Linked DNA regions of Sus scrofa: region 2 is linked to region 1. The links are chromatin contacts, called in public promoter capture Hi-C maps. All regions are on one chromosome and are shown on one strand. Each heading gives the region's core, a stretch centred on a gene start, on an enhancer-like site or on the middle of the called end of the contact. The rest is flanking DNA. Distances are from core to core; before and after follow the strand shown. Region 1 holds the start of NR2C2 (nuclear receptor subfamily 2 group C member 2). Region 2 holds the start of CHCHD4 (coiled-coil-helix-coiled-coil-helix domain containing 4).

Region 1 (7,111 bases), core at 1,916-4,415:
TGTATGTACAGGTATGTGCATTCGTGTATGTATATAAACTGGGGGGAGAAGGAGAAAACGGAACTCAGGCATATAGAACTATATTCACGGAGTTCCCGTAGTTGCGCAGTGGTTAACGAATCCGACTAGGAACCATGAGGTTGCGGGTTCGGTCCCTGCCCTTGCTCAGTGGGTTAATGATCCGGCGTTGCCGTGAGCTGTGGTGTAGGTTGCAGACGCGGCTCGGATCCCGCGTTGCTGTGGCTCTGGCGTAGGCCGGTGGCTACAGCTCTGATTCGACCCCTAGCCTGGGAACCTCCATATGCTGCAGGAGCGGCCCAAGAAATACCAAAAAAAGACAAAAAAAAAAAAGAACTATATTCACATGCTTGACACCAATCAATGTCCTTATCATCTAACACCTGGGCTCAGCAAATATTTGAGGAATTGAAGATAAACACAGGGGATGACAAAGGATTTGAACCTGGAAGTAACATTTTCTGAGGCTTTCTCAAGTCATGTCTACATCAGTTATGCATTTGATAGTTCTATTTTCCTTGACTCTATGATTATTAAATCTGAGATTTAGTCTCCATTATCTTTGTCTTATTTCTGAGATTTTAGCCTGTAGGTAGAGGGGATAATGAAAAGGACAGCTCTCCAGCCTCACTCACACCAAATGCCTTCCCTTCTGGGGTTTCACACTTGCTCTTCCTTCTCTCTCTCACGCTAGTTCTTCCTTGGGTAATCCATTCAGACTTGGCCTCCTCTTCCCTAACCAGCCAATAGCAGTTTCCTCAGGACTTCAACACATCAACCAGTTTCATTTCACCCCCTTCATGGGATTTACCACTTGCTAAAATCACTTGTCTATTTACTTCACCCCCAATTCTGGGAGGGCGGGGGCCTGGTCTAGCTGGTTCTTAGGCTGTATCCCCAGTGCCCTAAACTAAGCAAATATGTAGTTAACCAACGAATGAAAAGAAAAATACCCCAGATTCTTCTCCATTCTCTTAAGCCCTCTGTACCCTTAAGCTTTCCGCGCCAGGTGGCTCTTCACTCCATTTTCAGTAACACCATTTTTACATTACTTTGAGGTTCACAAAATAGCCTGGACTCCATTTTCTGAGTTGGGTCCCTCAAACGATCCTGGGAAGGGAGGTCCAGCCTGGCAAGAACGCCCATCCTCCCACTTGACAGCCGATGAAACAGCCTCACGAGAGGGATTCGCCCGCCGCCGCGCCGAAAGTATGGTCAGGAGCCCCAAGGTGTCCAGATTCCAAAAAGCCCTTCCCACGAGCGAGCGCCCTCGGTTCAGGATGCCTCATCACCTCTTTACCATCGTTCTACAGCACTCATTCTAGACGTGTCCCGGTCGAAGACGCTGCCCGACCCCTCACCGCACCCACGCGCGCCTCGCGCTCACCCAGGCCGCGTCTCTGAGCGCCCCGCCCCCGGCGCCCTGGCCCCACACCTCGCCCCGGCCCCTGCTCCAGCCCAGCCAGGGCTCCCGCGCCGCGCGGGGACCACCCCCTCCCAACAGAGCCAATCAGCAGAGCCTCAGGGGGCGGAGCCGCAAGCACCAGCCCGCCTGTCTTGGCGTCAGTTGGCCCACCCAGCCGTCGTTCAGAAGGTCGCGCCCCACTCCCGCCTTCCTCTCTTCCCTCCACCCTCCCCTTCAAGAACAAAACAAAACAAAACGGCGGTTGGGCCGCTGCGGCTGCCAACGACGGGCGGGAAGCGGAGGGGAGAGGAGCCGGGGAGCGAGGGAAGGAGGGACTGCAGGGAGGAGGAGGATGCGAAGGAGGAGGAGGGGAGCGGCCCAGCCGGAGCCATCTCCGCCAAGAACAAAATGGCGGCGCTGGCGGAGGGCCAACTGTGAGGCGGGGCCGCGGCCGGCCCCCTCCGCCCCCACCCTCGCGCCGGCCCGACCGGTCAGGGGGAGCCCGCTCGCTTCGCCCGGCCGCGGGCGGGGAGGGGAGGGGAGCGGCCCGGCCCACTATGCAAAGCGGCCGGCGCCACCGCCCCGTGGCAAAGGTAAAAGGGTCGGGTTCAGGCGCCGCCGCGGCGCCTCCATGTCCGCGCGCCAGGCCCGCCCCCTCCGCCGCCGGCCCGAGCCCGCCCCGGCCCTTTTTCAATTTTACCTCAGGATTTGGCGCCAAAGCGGCCTCGGAGCAGGTCCCGTGTCTGCGGCGGGCGGCCCCCGGCGCGGAGGGCAGGACGCGGGGAGGCCGGCTTCCCGGCGTCGGCGGATGGCGGGAGCCCGGGGCCGCGGGCTCGCGGGGCAGCGGGCGAGAGACGAGACGCCGAGGTGGGAGCGGGGCGGCGGGGGCGGGCCCGGGGGCGCCGCCGGGGTCGCGGGGAAGGGGGGGTTTGTTATTGTTTTTGTCAGCGAAAGGTCAGAGTTCGTGACCCCGGTGCCGCCGCCGCCGCCGCCCGCGCGCTGGTAGGAGGAGGGCGAATGTTCTTCTTCCTCTTCCCAGCGCCGGCCTCGCCGCGGCCGCGGGGGGCGGGCGAGCACGCGATTGGCTGAGGCGCGCGCGCGCACCGGAACGCGGCGGCCGCGCTGCTCCATCCGGCCCCACGGCTGTCCGGCCGGGCGGCGGTGGCGGAGGAAGACGCAGGCTCCGCGCTGTTCGCCGGAGCCTCGGCCCGTACCGCCGCCTGCACCGCCGCAGGGCCAGAATGGAGGGTGGAGGCCGCGGTCGTTGGGGTAAAGGGGTGGTTGGTCGTTTTAAAAAGCCGGGACCGCAGGGCTCCGTTATTCGGGGGCCAGTCCGCCCCTCCCGGGTTCCTCTGGCGGCTGGAGGCCAGGTGGGGGCTGTGTTCTCACCGTAAGGTCTTCCACCCGGCGTCCGCCCTGCCGAGGCCTCTGTTTGTGGACTGAGGAAGCGGTGACACAGCGGAGCGCCTGTAGATCGGAAGTGTATGGTTTCTTGGGTGGATATTGAATTCTTTGTGCCCTACTCGGTACAGAGAGTATTTAATTGGGGTTTGAAAGGTCCGAGGATACACCAGCTTCTGGGAGTATCAGATAGTGTTAAAAGCCTCCCAAATCTTGAACATATGATCCAAATCTTTCTTCCATGTGTCTCCTTTTGGAGATGTGAACTAGTAAACGATGATGCTTAAGTGTATCAAGAAACTCTGTGGAATTGCTTAAATATAAATATAATTGCTTCTCTTAATCCTATACATCTTGAGTTACTGGTTTTCATTAGATACTCAATACTGGATGTAAATCTGTGTGCATACTAAAGCCAAACAATACCAAAATGTCAGAGTTTGGAGCAGAGAAAGATTTATTGCAGGGCGTGCAAGGAGACAGGTTGGCTCAGGCCCAAGAAAAACCCCTGAACTCTGGGAGTTCCTGTTGTGGCCCACTGGGTTAAGAATCCAGCTAGTATCCATGAGGATGTGGGTTTCATCCCTGGCCTCGCTTAATGGGTTAAGGATTCAGCATTGCTGTGGCTGTGGTGTAGGCTGGCAGCTGCAACTCCGATTTGACCCCTAGCCTGGAACTTTCTTGTGCCTCAGGCCCTAATAAGAAAACAAAACACAACAAAAACCTGAACTTTTTTTTGGCAAAGCCTTTATAAAGGAAAGTTGAGGGAGGGGCATGGTTAGTCATTGGAAACTTCTTGGTGTCAGCTCCTTTGTGCTAACAGCTCTCCAAAAAGTGTCTTAGTTTGAAGCCACCTGAGCTCTGGGCAGCTCATTGTGGCAGGCTTTGTGGATCCCCACCCTCTTCTTTTGCCCATCCACTCCACCATCCTGAACCCTTCAAACCTATCCTTTCCCTTCTGTACTCTTCCAGTTGCAGGCCCAGACTGGGCCAAGCAGGGTAGCCCAGGCACCATCTCTGACCATGGCGTCCCTCTTCAAGAAGGAAACCATGGATGATGTAATAAAGGAACAGATCTAATATGGAGTCAGAATTTTGTTGTCTTACTATTACCCACTTTTCTTTGATACCCCTCAATCTTGGGGAGAGCATGTGTTGGGCAAGAAAGGGAATAAAAAGTTCCCCTTGTGGCTCATTGGGTTAAGAACCCAACACAGTGTCCCTGAGGATGCAAGTTCGATCCCTGGCCTCAGTGAATTAAGGATCCAGTGTTGCCACAAGCTTCAGCATAGGTCACAGACGCAGCTCAGATCTGGTGTTGCTATGGCTGTGGCATAGGCCTACAGCTGCAGCTCCAATTTGACCCTCTAGCTAGGAACTTGCATATTCCGCAGGTGAGGCCGTAAAAAGAAAAGAATAATATTTTCGATAGTTTAATCATAAACTCGACAAAGGAGCTTGGGTTTAGGGGGACTTGTTTGCAAACTCCAACCCCATTTTCATCCTTTCCTAAATCTTCAAGGTAATGAAGCAGTGACTGCTCTGGCTACTTCCTGCTGAAATGTGTGTAATCCTTCCTTGATTTGGGGAATTGACACCAAGTTGGAAATATTCCCAAGTTCCAAGTCCTGGATCAGAGTCTTGTATAATAAAGATCATTTCCTGAGGAATTGAGGAGAATAAGCCTGAAAACCAATCTGAAAGTGGCATTTTGGGGGAGACTTGTAGCAAGGTAGCCAGTTGTTTCTTTTTATCTAAGTAGGTTTTAACTTCTGATGTAGTAGGTAGAACAAGAGTATTAGCCACTACACTTGTCTCCTTTTTCTGCTAACATCTGGTCTAAAACAGCTTTATTTCCTAAAAATTTAATAGTTACAAGAGGAGACCTGGAGGTTATAAGATTGCAGCTGCCACCTGTCAGCATACAGTGCTTTGAGAGAGGCTGGTGACATCCTGAGTATGACACAGCTCAGAAAAGTCAAGTCCTTAGCAATACAGGAATATGTATGAAATCACATCCACAATGGCCACCTATTTTTACCTTAGATATCTCAACTATAGCTTTTGACTTTCAAATGTATTCCCCTCCTCAGTGGCCAAGGCATATGTACAGTGCACATCCAGAAGGCTATAAAACAGGCTGCTCTAGTCAGTAAAGTTCAAGTTAAGTCATATATAAGCCAGAATGACTTCCCCATACCTCCAAATATGTGCATATTTTTCCATCGTTCCTTTTTTTTTTTTTTTTTTTTTTGTCTTTTTGCCATTTCTTGGGCTGCTCCGGCCGCATATGGAGGTCCCCAGACCAGGGGTCAAATCGGAGCTGTAGCCACCGGACTACACTAGAACCACAGCAACGTGGGATCTGAGCCATGTCTGCAGCCTACACCACAGGTCATGGCAATGCCAGATCCTTAACCCACTGAGCAAGGCCAGGGATTGAACCCACAACCTCATGGTTCCTAGTCAGATTTGTTAACCACTGAGCCACGACGGGAACTCTCTTCATTCCCCTTTTGACTAAACCCTTCAACTAACCAAAACATGTCCCTTGATGGTGGGGTGACTTATGCTTGCCCCGGTCTAGACATGTCCCTCAGTGCTAGGCATCCTTTTTATTTGCCTAGTTAGTAGATAGTCACATTGGAGGAAAATTGATCAGATGTTGTGAACCAGCTCAGAGCTATGTTAATGCGAAACACTTTATAAGCCATCCTTTTTTTTTTTGGTCTTTTAAGACTGCACCCAAGGCACATGGAAGTTCCCAGACTAGGGGTCAAATCAGAGCTGTAGCTGCCAACCTATTCCACAGCCACAGCAACACGGGACCCAAGTTGCATCTGCAACCTACACCACAGCTTATGGCAATGCCAGATCCTTAACCCACTGAGTGAGGCCAGGGATTGAACCCTCATCTTCATGGATACTAGTCGGGTTCATCACTGCTGAGCCACAACAGGAACTCCTGCACCAGCCTACTTTTAATAACAAAATCTAGGAGTTCCAGATTTTGAATAATACATATATATAAACATATATATATTATTTGCTCACATTCACATGTCTCACTTTCAGCAAAACCAGGAAGAAAGAACAGGATTTGGACTTAGGTACCATGAACAGCCCCCAAAATAAAAACTAAAGCAAATGTGAAAGGCCCACTTTGATGTAATAACAGAAGCATTAGGGGCCATTGTTTTTTAGATTTTAGGAAGTACTGAGGTCACACAGTGTTACAATAAAAATGTGTTCTTTAATTTATGGATGCACTAGCTAAAAATCTAGTTTTGCTAAAAATACACCTTAGGGGAACTGTAAAATGAAACAGCTCTGATTATCCATACTTAATTAACTAAGGCCGGTGTTATCAAATATCAAGCAAATAAATGCAATGCAACACGGTCTCTCAGAGTCATAGTTCCCTAGCACCAAGAAGGGAGATTCCCAACCAATACCCTGTCAGTCCAAAAGGGGAGAACCCCACACAATGCCCCATTAGAGATGAAGCTGATTGAATGACCAAAGCTAGTTCAAAAGGGAAAATCACAACCAACACTTCCATAGGTGAAGCCCAAAGCAATAGTGAAGGATACCCTGGTGTCGTCACAACAAGCCCAGTTACTCACCAAAGATGTCTCTACTAGCCATTGTTAAGTACTGACACACACACAAACAACAAACATCCCACAAACAAAGTCACAAGCTGGCTTACCCCAAAACGATAAACACAAAAACACAAGCTACAATTGCACAGACAATCAGAAGAGATACAGTCTAAAATTCTACTTCTATTCCCAGAGGCCTCCAAAGAGACTGGCCCAGCTCTCAAAAGAGAACAGACCTGGAATGGCTCACTTCCCACAAGGGCAGCAGCCCAAATGAAGTGAAGAAAATTCCTAGCCTGTGCCAGTTAGAGCAACTTACCAAATGGGGACCTCAACTCAGGATGTTTCTTAGCTCCAAATAGCCTCATGCGTTGGGGCAGCTGGTGCCAGTCCGGGACAGTCCGTTTGAGATCCCTGGAGCGAAGTGAACTCTGGCAGCTCCTGGGACTCAGGGAAGGAGTTGCTTCTGGCTGAAGTCAACCTGATATAGCCACAGACTCCTGGCCGGCTCACCAGAATTGTTACCAGAAGCAAGTCCATGTATCTGACCCACAGTGAGACCAAATAAAACTGGAACATCAGAGTTTGGAGCAGAGAAAAGTTTATTGCAGTGCCATGCAAGGAGATGGGTGGCTCATGCCCAAGAAAAAACCCCAAACTCCCCAAAGGCTTTTAGCCAAGA
Region 2 (6,994 bases), core at 1,700-4,199, 840 kb after region 1:
AGTCACGTGCGGCACGGGCTGGTGGAATGTCATCAGCTTTCTCCATCACTGGTACCAAGGCTGGGCTGAGCTGACAAAAACGACAAAGATGTAAGTGGTTCCCAGATGAGCAATGAGAACGAGCTAGCCCATCCTGGCACTGGGGGTGGGGCAGGATGAGATTCAAGTTAGTCTCCATTTGAACAAAGCTGATGCCGTGTTCTTTGACTGTCTCTGAATGCCACCAGCCCAGGCCTGCTAGGCACCACTTGTCCTGTGTTCAGAAATGGTCTTGACCTTCCAGGCCATTTGGAAACATTAGTGGAGCAATTTGCTGCAGGCAGGAGGGGACCATCAACCATCATAACGATGACAATGGCAAACACTCCAGTCTATCACATGGACAAGCCCAAGGAGAGGGTGCTATCACGACCCCATTGCACAGATGAGAAAACAAACTGAGGCTCAGCAGTTACATCACCAGGCGAGATCACACAGCCTCTAAGAAGTGGACTTAGGATTCACACCTGGGCAGGCTGGAGGCCACTTTCCTGTTACCCTGCTCTGGACTGCATTCCTAACTTCTCGGGTCATAACAGGAGTTGAACACTAGGAGCCGGCTGCAGGCAGCACAGGATAGCAAAAGAAATCAGCCCCATTACCACCTGTGCAACCCCACCTTGGGGGTGGGAAGACCTAGCTTCTTCCTGGGCCTCCCCTCAGCACATACCTAGGAGCTGACTTCAAGATAAGGGGCTCGAAGATGGCTGTAAAGGAAAGGAAGAAAGTGCCCCTCAGGCTGGGAGCAGCATGGCATGCCCAGCTCACACTCTGAACCAAATTCCCAGCAAATGTGGATGGTCATGGAGATTTCCTCCCTGCCTGCTCCCCACTCACTACTCCAGGATCAGAAGCAATGAGCAGTGAGCTGTGGGAAGAGCTCTGCATCTGGGCCCTGAAAATCACCCGCTGTGTACCCCTGGGTAAGCTGCTCCACCTCTCTGCTCTGGTTTGCTCATTTGGAATGGAGATGGTAACCGTATCAACGGACGGCTGTTTCAGTGAAGAAGAATTCTGCTGCCTCCCTGCTCCACCCCACCATCTTCCTTCTTCCTCACATGGCTTGATGCCCCCAAATGTGGACCGCATTGCTGGGTGAATCAACAAAGACTTGGCAGCAGAGGATACCCACATTCATTTACATTCCTTGACAAAGGTCAGGATACCAACATACCCAAGATGGTCTCTGTCCACTAGGACTGTGCGGATAAACTCTACTTTTTTTTTTTTTTTTTAATGTATTAAGTACGAACCTATAGTGCATTAAGTGTGTTAAGCATGGTTTTCCTTTAAATTTCAGGTTAACTGATCCTATGAGGAAACATAAACCTCAAGAGATTAAGACCACTTGTCAGCCCGACTCCAAAGCCTGCTACGCTCACCCAAGATGTAGCCTGCCAGGCTGGCTCTGCAACCCTGGGCAGGGCCTTTCTCTGCTGGGAAAGTTCCCTATCTGTAAAGTGGTCATTATGGAGGGGGGGCTGGCGGTCTCCTGACTGCGCTCTGCCGAGGGAAGACCCTGGGTCTCCCGGACCACCTCTGAGGCTTTTCTAGGTGCTTTTTCAAAGGCTTCTTGGCCTCCCAGACAATGCAAACTCAGGCAAAGTGTGCTGGGGCTGTGGGTGAGGCAAACCCTGGCTTCTCAGGGGGTGTGGAAGGCAGAGAGGACCTTGGGGACAGAGGAAGGGCCTGTTAAGAGGGTGTGAAAGGCCAAGAGAGAGAGTGGTTAGGACATGCCACCAAAGCAGGAGGGAGGGAGTGCCTCAGCTGGCTGGGCTCCGAGCTGGCACCAGAGGCACTTTTGCAGAAGACAGGAACATGAGTCACCAGCTTCTCCCACACCCAGCACCCTGTTGGCAGGTGCCCCTCGGTTTGTTGAATGAATGTGGGGCTTAAATAGAAAGGTTCCTCAGAAAAGCAGGGAGAAAAGCAGCTGCCTTTCCAAGGGCACCGCCCTCAGCCAGGGCCTTTCCAACCAAGCCAAAGCCAGGAAGACGAGGGGCCAGCAGTAGGGAAATGCTCCCTCTCCCAGTCATGCTAACTCCTCTGCTCCAAACTAGTCTGCCCCTCTGCACAACATCAGAGCCTTGGTTTACATACTCCCTGGAGCGGGGACCTCAGTGCCTGCTAGGACAGTGCGTTTCTGGACAGCTTCACCAGGGCGATATCTGCCTCCCCACACACCCCATGGGGGACTCCTGTCTGAAGTCCCGTCCAACTCTCAAGTCCGCAAATGTGAGAATCCCAAAGGCGCAGGCGGGAACCGAGAAGGAAAGAAGGAGCTGCGCGGAGGCGCCGCACATAAGCGGACCCGGAGACAGAGCCACACCTCCAGAGGTTGCGTCTCTACCACCACGCGCCCCCGAGGAGGACGTGGACCACCGGGTGCTGACCGCACGTACGGACGACCTGGCTGCCCTGCCGGAAGGAGCGGACCCGGGAGCGAGAGGGAGGAAGGGCCGGCTGCACGGAGGCGGTTAGCCGCACAAGGGGCTACGGCGGGCGGCCGGGAGAGTGGACGAGGCAGCCTGGGTGTGGCCGGCGAAGCCGGGGACACTCACGTTCGCAGCCATGGCAGGATCCGGTCACCGCCCGCCTCACTCGGCTCAGCAAGAAAACGGACTTACGGCTGCACCACGGAATCCCGCCACCTCTCGACAGCCAGATGGCGGCCAAAAGGCGCGGGAAGCCCGGAGCCCTAGGATGCGCTACAGAGCAACGCCCCGCAAGCCGCGGTTTTTCTGCTCTCGCCCGCCGCGCCTCCTCCTGGGAAACGTAGTCTGGTGCCCTCTCCGGAAGTTGCAACCTACCCGGTACCTCACTGGTGCACCTGCGCATTGCAGGTCATTCTGGGAATTGCAGTTCCTTCTGTCTAGGGAGTTGCTCGGCGGCGCGCGGCCTGCTGGGAAATGTAGTTCCCGGTTGAGAAGGCCGGGCTAGGAGCTCCGAGGCAGGCGCGCGGAGGGCAGGCCTGGAGGGGGCGGGTCCGCACGGGCCTCCCAGCCGCCCGCCTCGCCGGGGAGAGGTCACGGCGTGAGGCAGCCACCGCGATCACCGCGAGGTTGGAGCGCCGGGCTGCACTATGGCCTACTGCCGGCAGGAAGGTAGGAGGGCGGGGTACCTAGAGACGGCCTACGAGGGCCTGCAGGGAACAGGCGGATTGTGCGGCCCCCGCGCCCCACCACTGGTGCGGAAGATAGTCCTCGGACCCTTGCGTCGGGTCTCCATCCCCGCTTTACAGATGGGCAGCGGGGAGAAGCGAGGCGGTCCAAGGTCACCGTGAGGCTCGAACCCGGACGTCTGAGGGACCACCACGTGAGAGAGCTCTTAAATTAGGCCTGGGGGTCGGAGGAGTGCGAGCGCGCTGCCGCTGGCTCCTAACGGAGAGTTTATAGGTATTAATTGTTACTATGGCGCTTACCCACACCACGTGTTCCGGTTTGCGCCGCCCGTCAACAGTCCTGGAAAGTCGCCCTCGGCGTGCTCTGTGCTGCGGCGTGGAGTACCGCCCGAGGGGACCGGTCAGGCGCTGGTGCGCCCTAAGCCAGGCCCTGTTCATTTCCCGAGAGTAAACAGCGACCCAGAGGTGACTAGGCTAATGCCATGATGCCGGCAAGTCCGGAAGCTGGGGTTGGACCCCCGCGGTCTGATTCCAGAGCTGCCCAGCCTGGTGACCAGTGGATTCCAGGGAGCCTTCCGTTGGGAAGACAACCCCCCAAAAAAACAAAACTAAATAGGTTTCTGTCTATGGTCTCTCTCCTTGTTACCTCTCCTGGAACCCCAGAAGTCTCCAGGCCAGGGGTTCGAGGGCCTCCGCGCACAACCGCTAACTGGCTCTTTGTCCCTGAGCTGTCACCCAGCCCCTCCAAGGCCCAGTGTTCAGTCTTGTAAAATGAGAAGTAGGCCTTCCTTCCTTCTCCACATATTCATGAAGCACCTTTTTAGTGCCAGGTGAGGGTGATGGTGAACACCTGAGACTTTAAAGCTCCAGAGAGAGCTGGAACTCTCCCTGAAATTCTTTAATGAATAGTCTAGCTCCCTCAGGTCATTGAGGGACCCTTAAGCCCAGAGATGGAGGTGATCTACCCAAGGTCATGCTTAGGTAGGAAAACAGCTCAATCTAAAATGCTAGGCCTTTCCCCCAGTACCCCATTCTGCTTCCAGAACCCTCCTTCCCTGGGTCATAAAGTCATAATACTCACGATGTCTCTAATGAGTGCTATTTTAATTGATTGATATTTAACTCTGCCTTGAGCAAAAGTCCTCTGCCCTCACCGCTTTGTTAGAGAGTAGGTCTCTTGTTTTTTATTGCCTTCTGAGTCTACTTTACTTCATCATTTAGCAATTTTTTTTTTTGAGCCTTGTGGGCTTAATGAGGCCATGCAGATAAACAGACCCTCCTTGTCCCTGAGGATTTCTGGAAGTCCAAGGCAGGTGTTTATCTACCACCAAATGGTAGGTCATATCTTTTCCTGGGTCAAAGATCTCTCTTAGTATTGGGGGTGAGAACTGAAAGCATTCATTTTTAGGCCTTCCCTAGTTTTTAATATTATCCATGCCATGGTCCCCTAAATCCTAAAAAACTTCTTTTCTACCTAGCAATTCTTTCTGTTTCCCATGGGACTTAGAGAAGTGATCCCAAACGCCTGATTGAGGGCTTGTGTGATGGAGCCCCCACCTGATCCGTCCCCAGCTGGTCTCTAATCACCCACTGCTGACCAGCCACACTGGCCTCAGCTGTTCCCTTTGCCTGGGTGCATCCTTCCTCCAGGTCTCTTCCCACGGCTGCCTCCTCATCCTTTAAGATTCAGCTTCTCAGTAAGGTCTTTCTTGACCCTTTGTGTCTTTCACTTCCTAAACTATGAAATTACCTGATTTGTTTTGGTCATCTTATTTCCTGTCTTCTAGCAGCATTTCCTGTCTTCTGAGAGCATTAGATGGGCCATACCCCTGGCACCTGGCACCTTTACCCAGTGAACCCGTGCATACGCTTTCCCTCTGTTCTAAGTGAATCACATTGACTTCAGGGGTGCCCTGCCCCTATCCCAGCCTTTGGAGTAAAGGCCTCAGCTGGGTGTTCAAGGTGTTGGGCAGTGTGGACCCAGACTAGCTCCCTGGCCATGGGTAGCACTGTTCTTTCTCTTCTAATGTTGACCCCGCTTCTGTTCAGCTAAACTTTATTGAGCACCTGTGAAGTACCAGCCACTGAGGCATGGCTTTGGTCATAGGTGGGCCATCTGCCCTCATGGTGTGGTGGGGGCTGGGGGGGGAACCTTCCTGGGTTGGATGTGCTGAGAGATTCTGATGTGTAAAGACCCACACGTGTCCTGGGGAAAATGAGACCACCCATCCAAGGGTTTTTTTCTCTAACCTGCTTCATGGTGATAACCTTTCTCTGCTGGGGCGGAGGTCTTCATGTTCGAACCCAGAGTTCAATTTCTCCATTCACGTCTTCAGCAAATACCGATTACCCACTATGTCTTGGGCACTGTTCTAGGCTCTGGAGGTGCTGCAATGAATGGAGCAGACATTTCAATTTCAGTGGGGGTGACAGGTGGTAAACAAATATGTAATTGTAAGGTGAGAAAAAGCAGGTAAATGGTGATGGGAAAGGATGAAGGAGGATGGCATCTGAGCAGGAGGTATGAAGGCAGGGAGAAGGTGGCTGAGAGGGGATCTCAGTGTGTTCCTAGGGGGCAGACAGCCTGTGCAAAGGCCCTGAGGTAGGCGTGTGCTCAGCACATTCAAGTAGAAGCAAGGAGATGCTGAGTGGAGGGAGAAGTGGGGAGAGGGGGTCATGAAGGTGAGGGATGCAGGTCCTTCTGGATGTGCTTGGAGGCAGAGCCAGCAGGATTGGATGAGGGAGGCATGAGAGGAAGATGGGAGTCGGGGACAGAGGCACAGAGTAAAACTGCAGAACTGGGGTGTCTTGGTGTCTGAATGCTCTGTCAGTCCTTCTGTCACCAGCCCCACCCTGAAGTCCTGCTTGCAGAGTGACCTGGGGCCTCCAATTCCCAGTCCTCCCAGGTGTGTGGATGGGGACTGCTCTTCTAGACCGCGCCTCCAGGGGCACTTTGGGGTCAGCTGTCTCCCATCTTTGAGGCAAGAGCAGTCCTCTGTTTTCCCCCTTTTGACATTGACATCTCAGCCTCCCATCTCTTCCAGATGAATGATTTTATGTCATTTGATGCCATTTAAAGTTACTGTGTTTTGGAGTTCCCGCTGTGGCCCAGTACGTTAAGATTCCGACTACAGGGGCTCAGGATGCTGTGGCAGTGGCACTGGTTCAGTCCCCACACCGGGAACTTCCATATGCTGTGAGTGCAGCTGTTAAAAAAAAAAAGTTACGTTTTGAGAGGAATTGCAGGTGAGAGCAGAAACTCACCTCACCTCCTTTGTGTAACCAAACTCTCTTGACTCTTGCCCCAACCGTGGAGGTAGGTGGGCTGAGCTGGTAGGTGCTTAACCTTAGCTCTGAACCCCAGTCCTGTTAGTGCTACCCTGAGCCAGGCCTCTCAAAGCTGGGCTTAACTCTTAGGCTTAGGGCTGCGTTTGTGTTCTTCTCACAGATGGTTTTGAGCCCTTACTGCAACTGGTCCATTAACAAACATGAGCACTGTCTGGGTACCAGGGTCAGGGATACAAAGATAGGTCCCTGCCCAGAAACCACAGTCACATCACCAACAGAACCATACTCTCCCATTGCTACGATATGAATTCGACCCCCAAAGTCCTGTGCTAAAATCCTAACTCCAGGGGTGATTGGTATTAGTAGGTGGGGCCTTTGAGAGGTGCTTAGGTTATGAGCCCTCATAGATGGAATTTGTTTCAGGTTTTTTAAAGGTTGGTTCTCCTATAGAGAGCCCAGCATCAGGGAATTGCTGCTTCCTGAATTGGAGAAATACAGTTTGACATTGATTTAAAATTTTTTCTTTTACTACCTCATGTAAACATC

The links. Promoter capture Hi-C pulls out the DNA fragments that hold promoters and counts their contacts.
Region 2: a contact with region 1 is called in a promoter capture Hi-C map of fetal skeletal muscle, with 6 times the contacts expected there. The contact joins the promoter of CHCHD4 here to the promoter of NR2C2 in region 1. A contact is called at or near these places in 1 of 5 promoter capture datasets (fetal skeletal muscle) and 1 of 2 datasets of contacts at active chromatin or transcription factors (alveolar macrophages).

The regions. Positions count from the first base shown.
Region 1 is chr13:69,574,473-69,581,583 of Sscrofa11.1, forward strand. NR2C2 (nuclear receptor subfamily 2 group C member 2) reads right to left here and starts at 3,166. Exons shown (of 15, transcript XM_005669805.3): 1 at 2,124-3,166. It overlaps LOC106505680 (serine/arginine repetitive matrix protein 3-like), which reads left to right and starts at 1,183. Exons shown (of 4, transcript XM_021069810.1): 1 at 1,183-1,227; 2 at 1,344-2,016. The coding sequence starts at 1,183.
Region 2 is chr13:70,414,377-70,421,370 of Sscrofa11.1, forward strand. CHCHD4 (coiled-coil-helix-coiled-coil-helix domain containing 4) reads left to right here and starts at 2,950. Exons shown (of 3, transcript NM_001243499.1): 1 at 2,950-3,143. The coding sequence starts at 3,122. TMEM43 (transmembrane protein 43) reads right to left here and starts at 2,837. Exons shown (of 12, transcript XM_021069380.1): 1 at 2,601-2,837. The coding sequence starts at 2,612.